Regions from separate parts of the Mus musculus genome. Here region 2 is linked to region 1. Evidence: chromatin contacts called from public promoter capture Hi-C data. All regions are on one chromosome and are shown on one strand. The core of a region is the stretch at or near the end of the contact, and the rest is flanking DNA. Distances in the headings are between cores, read along the strand shown.

What was found. Promoter capture Hi-C pulls out the DNA fragments that hold promoters and counts their contacts.
Region 2: a contact with region 1 is called in a promoter capture Hi-C map of second pharyngeal arch cranial neural crest. The contact joins the promoter of Zfp36 here to the promoter of Rps19 in region 1. A contact is called at or near these places in 2 of 39 promoter capture datasets (pre-B cells and second pharyngeal arch cranial neural crest) and 1 of 484 Hi-C or Micro-C datasets (B cells).

Annotation. Positions count from the first base shown.
Region 1 is chr7:24,883,330-24,886,251 of GRCm38.p6, reverse strand. It overlaps Rps19 (ribosomal protein S19), which reads right to left and starts at 1,660. Exons shown (of 6, transcript NM_001360119.1): 1 at 1,585-1,660; 2 at 1,046-1,116; 3 at 700-800. The coding sequence starts at 1,116.
Region 2 is chr7:28,377,797-28,380,879 of GRCm38.p6, reverse strand. Zfp36 (zinc finger protein 36) reads left to right here and starts at 1,652. Exons shown (of 2, transcript NM_011756.4): 1 at 1,652-1,706; 2 at 2,387-3,083. The coding sequence starts at 1,683.

The DNA.
Region 1 (2,922 bases), core at 411-2,910:
AGGCCTCACCACCCTTCCCTACATCACCCTCCTTAAAAACGTGCTGGCAGGTGGAAGCACCGACCTTTTCCCACACTGTGGAATTGACCTTTTGGTTTTCAGAGGCTGTGTTGAGTCATGGTGGTCCCTGTGCCCATGCCAAAGCCTGAAACAAAGTGGATCCCGTGGACATTTAATATTAACTTATAAACTGCTTCACGGTCTTAAGCGAAGAGGAACTTACTTCCCACGACCAGGGGAATTCTCAGGCAGGGCCCCCCCCTAGCAAAGGCCTGGCCATGAACTGCAACCCTGGCACTACCCAGCAGAAAGAATCCTGCTCCCCTAAAGACTAGAGACAACAGGATGCACAAAGCACCCAGGCAGGATCCAGAGAGACCAGAGGGGCACCCCAAAGTTTTCTTTGGGCACCAGATCTGTAAGTTTCCTTTATAACAGGAGTGGCACTCCCGACCACTCAACCAAACAGGAGTTGACAGTTGTTCAAATCTAAATGCTATAACCGTGGACACAGAAAGCTGTTAAGACTCTCAAGTAAGCAAAATATGGACACTCATTTGCCCTCAGATTTCCTTTCTAGTTTAAAGCTACAGCTATTCAATAATGAGGTCTGTCTCCTGGTGTAGATGGGAGGGGAAGACAGGGTCCCTGCCTGGGGTCGCCCAGGTTCCCACTCCCAGCCAAAGCCTCAGTTCTTACCAGCTCGTGTGTAGAACCAGTTCTCATCATATGGGGCAAGCTCTTTATGTTTGGCCAGCTTGACTGTGTCCACCCATTCGGGGACTTTCAGCTTCCCGGACCTAGAACCAAGAGAATTGAGAAAAAGCACACTTCAAAAATTTCCAAAGATGACTTCAGATCTACTAACCTTTAGCAAGTTAACAAGGTTGGGGGAAAAAAAAAGCAAGAACGAACAGGTTAAAAAGGAAGCATGGTCACCGTAGGCCCAATTCAGAAAAGACCCCCAGCAAGTGGCCAGAGGGATTAATGACACATTGGGGTCACAGCGCACAGGGGTCAGGCCTCAGTTCCAACAAACACTTACTTTTTGAGGAAGGCTGCCAGAGCTCTGACGAACTCCTGCTGGTTAACGTCTTTTACAGTAACTCCGGGCATCTGAGGAAGGGACAAGCATGCCGAGGTCAGGCTTGGTGCAAACCCCTGACGTGGGTCCAGGTCAACACCAACCCTGCTCGTCGCCAGTCCACCCCAAAGCCTCAGCATCCACCCAGCCTCATGTCCCTGCAACTCGGCTCCTGCAGGTCCAACAGAGTTGCCGGGTGCACACGCCACGCGGATCGCAGCACCGCGGCGTGGTGACCGCGTGGGAGAGCCCTCCACACCCCGCTCCCTCAAGCCCACGTTCCGGGCGTCCCACTCACCCCTCCGCTGCCCACCTAACCCTCCGGGCTCCCGGATTGCGGCGATCAGGCATGTCCGGGCCTGCCGCTCGCACGTGGCCGCGGCTCCAGAGGGCGGAGCGACCCCGCGCCGGGCTTCCCGCGGTCCCGGCACGAGCTCTTGGGGCCAGAAAGCCCGGCCCCGTGGCCCCGCGCACAGCCGCGACCCAGAGCCCTCACTCACCGTGCGGCCTCCGCGCTGCCAGCCAGGGGAAAGGGAACGACGGGGTTTCCCGGGCGCACAAGTCGGGCGTCGAGTCTCGCGAGATTTCGGAGTGCTCGCGAGAGCGGCTAAACCAGAGGGCTCCGCCTTTCTGAGGGCGAATATGGCTTCATCTCCACCCAAAATGGGCGGGTCTGTAAGAGGAAGGGGTGGAGAAGCCAAGAGAAGGGACTCGGGAGGAGGATAAGGGATCTGGTTCCTCTTTCCGTTTCCTTGGGCGTGACCGGAGCGAGCTGGGGGAGTCGGCCTTCATTTGAGCCTTGTGTGTCTGGCGGGAACAAGGAGGCGGAAACTTTTGAGGGCGGAAGTGCGGGCGAAGTTGAGCGCGCACGAAAGGAAGGCGGGATTCAGCGCAAGACCCTGCTTCCTGGCCGGAAATGGGAATAGTTACGGGCGGAACCGTGACAGGCAATCCAGGGAAAAGGCACTATGACATGTGGCCACCACCACCTTTTGTGCTAGCATTAGCATTCGCGAGACCAAGAGATACACGGAAGCCCCACCCTTCTTTGGGCGGAAGTTGCTTCAGCTCCATTGACGCTCGCGGAGAGGAAAGAAGGCGTTGGGAGCGGGGAGGAGATTAGGGCGGGGACAAAGGGGTAGAGGCGGGCCCTTGGTGGAGGTTCAGCTCCGCCATCTAGTGCCGGAGTCTGGTTGTTCAGACCGTTAGTCTCCTCGTTTGCCTCTTCTGAGTCATCCAAGCTGACCTGTGCAACTTTATTATATCTGTACCTACCCACCCACCTACCTGCCTATCGTTTGTTGTTTTGAGACAGGATTATCATTAATTTATTTAGCCAAGACTGGCCTGGGACTTTTTATCTAAGGCTGGCTTTGAACTCATGATCCCCCAGCTTAATGCTACGGGAGTGTGTCACTACGCCAGGCTCTCAGTACCTCCCACTCCCACCCCGCAGCGCAGCGCATAAAATATTTGAGGTTGTGTTGCATCCAGACAAATATTATTTAAGATAGAAAAGAGAGGAGGGGCCGGGCGTGGTGGCGCACGCCTTTAATCCCAGCACTCAGGAGGCAGAGGCAGGCGGATTTCTGAGTTCGAGGCCAGCCTGGTCTACAGAGTGAGTTCCAGGACAGTCAGGGCTACACAGAGAAACCCTGTCTCGACCCCCCCCCCCCCAAAAAAAAAAAAGAAACGAGGGGCATTGTGATGGTTCGCTCACTAGGTAGAAGTTCTCCCATACGAGCCTGATTGACCTGATACGATTCTTTGAACCCATCACGGTATAAGAACTAACTACAGAGTTTTGTCCTCTGACTGCCACAGGTGCGTCTCAGAGA
Region 2 (3,083 bases), core at 403-2,902, 3.5 Mb before region 1:
GTAATCCTAACACTACTTGGGTGGTGGAGACTGGAGGATCGCAAGTTCCAAGCCGGCTAAGGAGACCGACTGAAAAGCAAAAACCTTACAGATCTCCAGAGAGTTGAGTTAAGACTGCTTGCATTACTAGAAACCCATTCAACGTTGAAGGTGGCCCATTCTTTCAATAGAGCAGAGCTTCCTCCCTAATAAAAGACGTAAGCTGTTCCAACCTTGAGTTTTCGGAAGCAAAACCTCTTAATTTAAACTGCAGCTTGGGTAAATGTGCTATCCAGCCATGCTAGACTAGGGGGTTGGAAGGGCACTGCTGAGCTACAGCTCAGAGCGGTCCCTACCTGGACCAACTGTCTTACAGGTTCTGTGCCTTCAGGTTTAAGTTTTTATTTCGCCTTTCTATCTTTCTGTAACCCACTTCCTCGCCTAGATTTGTTTCCCAGTCCCCTCTCCCTGTCTTACTGTCTCCCCACTTTGTAAATGTCATCTTTTTTTCTTTCTATAATAGGGTTGGCTCTAAGGAGTACATACCAAGTCGCTGAGACTTCGTTTTACTTCCTCCTTACCTTCGTGGTTTCTCTTTTTTTTTTTTTTTTTTTTTAAAAGTAGGACCTGGAACTCAATCAATAGCTTAGTCTGACATTGAACGCCTGATCCCCCTTCCTCCACCTCCAAATGCCAAGATTACAACCATATGCCACTGTCTTGTCTTTTGTTTTGTTTTTCAAGACAGGGTTTCTCAGCCGAGCATGGTGACACACGCCTTTGATCCCAGCACTCCGGAGGCAGAGGCAGGCGGATTTCTGAGTTCAAGGCCAGCCTGGTCTACAAAGTGAGTTCCAGGACAGCCAGAGCTATACAGAGAAACCCTGTCTCGAAAAACAAAAACAACAAACAAACAAAAAAGACAGGGTTTCTGTGTGTAGTCCTGGCTGTTCTGGAACTCACTCTGTAGACCAGGCTAGCCTCGAACTCATAGAAATCCGTCTGCTTCTGCCTTCCAAGTGCTGAAATTAAAAGTTTGGGCCATCAGTGATCTGGCATCTTTTTACTTCCTAAGAAAAGGGTCTCACCAAGTTACTCAAGCTGCCCTAGAACCCACTGTATAGTGGAGCCAGGCCTTGAACTACCAGTCTCCTGCCTCAGCCTCCCTGAGGGGCCGGAATCACAGTCCTAAACCAGCAGATCCTACTTGTGAATGTCTCTCACTGTCTCTTTGTTTTTCTCTCGGCTTCTGGCCATCTCTGTCTCTTCCAACTTGTCTCTCCCCGCCCCCGTCTGTCTCACACGCACACGCCCTCAGTCTCTGCCCTTGTCAATTGTCCCTAGAGCCCTGCCCCCACTTCTGCCCCAGTTCTCTTCCCGACTGCCTTCCACCTCTGAAAAACACTAGGACGCCCCGCTACCATCACCTCCAGTTGGTCGTACACAACCCTCCCTACTACCCCCCGAGAGGGGCCGGAGCTGCGGGAGGGCCAAGTTCAGGCACATTTTGCATGCTAACCAGCAGATAGGCGGAAGGGGCCTAGTACCAGGCCGGCCGAGCTACGCCGCGGGGGCGCGTCCCGGAAGCTCTAGTGGCCACGCCCCCAGGCCGCCCCATAAAAGGAGAAAGCTCCTGCTGCGGGCCACAGCCTGACTTCTGCGAACCGACAGTCGGTCTCTTCACCAAGGCCATTCGCGCCACCATGGATCTCTCTGCCATCTACGAGGTGAGTACCTGTTAGACAGCATCCCGGGATCCCCGACGCACCAAACTTAGGCCCGGGACGCCTCCGTACCTTCTCAGACTAGCCCTGGCTGGCTGGAAATGAGAGAGGGAGCCAGCGAGCCTAGCGCCTCGGTCCAGATACCGGCGATCCCCTTGGGACGAAAAGCTGGCACACTGCTGTCACTCGCGTAGGGCGGAAGCGGCATCACACCTGTCTAGTGCCCTTCGCTGCCCATGGCGCGGTTTGGTGGCCAAGCAGGTGCTAAGGTTGAGGTAGGGGGGGAGTTGACAGGGTAAGAGTTCTAGAGAGATCTGGCCTCCTGGGTCAGCTTTGGCCGGCTCCTTCAAGTTGTGAAACGAGCGCCCGGTGGGCGGTCATATGGGGGGGGGGGGAGTCCTAGAGGCCCAAAGTTGGCGAGCAGCAGTGTGCTTTGATTTGGGGGGGAACCCTCTCTCGATCGGGGATACTGGGCTTCCTAGATCCTTCTGGATTACCTTCAGTCATGTGGAAACACTCAAATCTCTGTAGTCAGGTTCTCCCTGGAGTTTGTGTGAGCCGGGTGGGGCTCAGGCCGAGAACCCACAAACCGGACTGGCAAGCTCGTGAAGTGCTTTACAACAGGGGCGGGGCGACGTCACCTTACCTTTTCTGGTGGCCTAACCGAACCCTGTTCCTCTCAGAGCCTCCAGTCGATGAGCCATGACCTGTCATCCGACCACGGAGGAACCGAATCCCTCGGAGGACTTTGGAACATAAACTCGGACTCCATCCCGTCTGGGGTCACCTCTCGCCTGACTGGCCGCTCCACTAGCCTGGTGGAGGGCCGAAGCTGTGGCTGGGTACCCCCACCCCCTGGTTTTGCACCTTTGGCTCCCCGCCCAGGCCCTGAGCTGTCACCCTCACCTACTTCGCCTACTGCAACTCCCACCACCTCCTCTCGATACAAGACCGAGCTCTGTCGGACCTACTCAGAAAGCGGGCGTTGTCGCTACGGGGCCAAGTGCCAGTTTGCTCACGGCCTGGGTGAACTTCGCCAAGCCAATCGCCACCCCAAGTACAAAACGGAACTCTGCCACAAGTTCTACCTCCAGGGCCGCTGCCCCTATGGCTCTCGATGCCACTTCATCCACAACCCCACCGAGGACCTAGCTCTCCCTGGCCAGCCCCATGTGCTGCGACAAAGCATCAGCTTCTCCGGCTTGCCCTCAGGCCGCAGAAGCTCGCCGCCACCTCCAGGCTTTTCTGGCCCTTCCCTGTCCTCTTGTTCCTTTTCGCCTTCCAGCTCCCCACCGCCCCCTGGGGATCTTCCACTTTCCCCTTCTGCCTTCTCTGCTGCCCCTGGGACCCCTGTGACTCGAAGAGACCCTAACCAGGCCT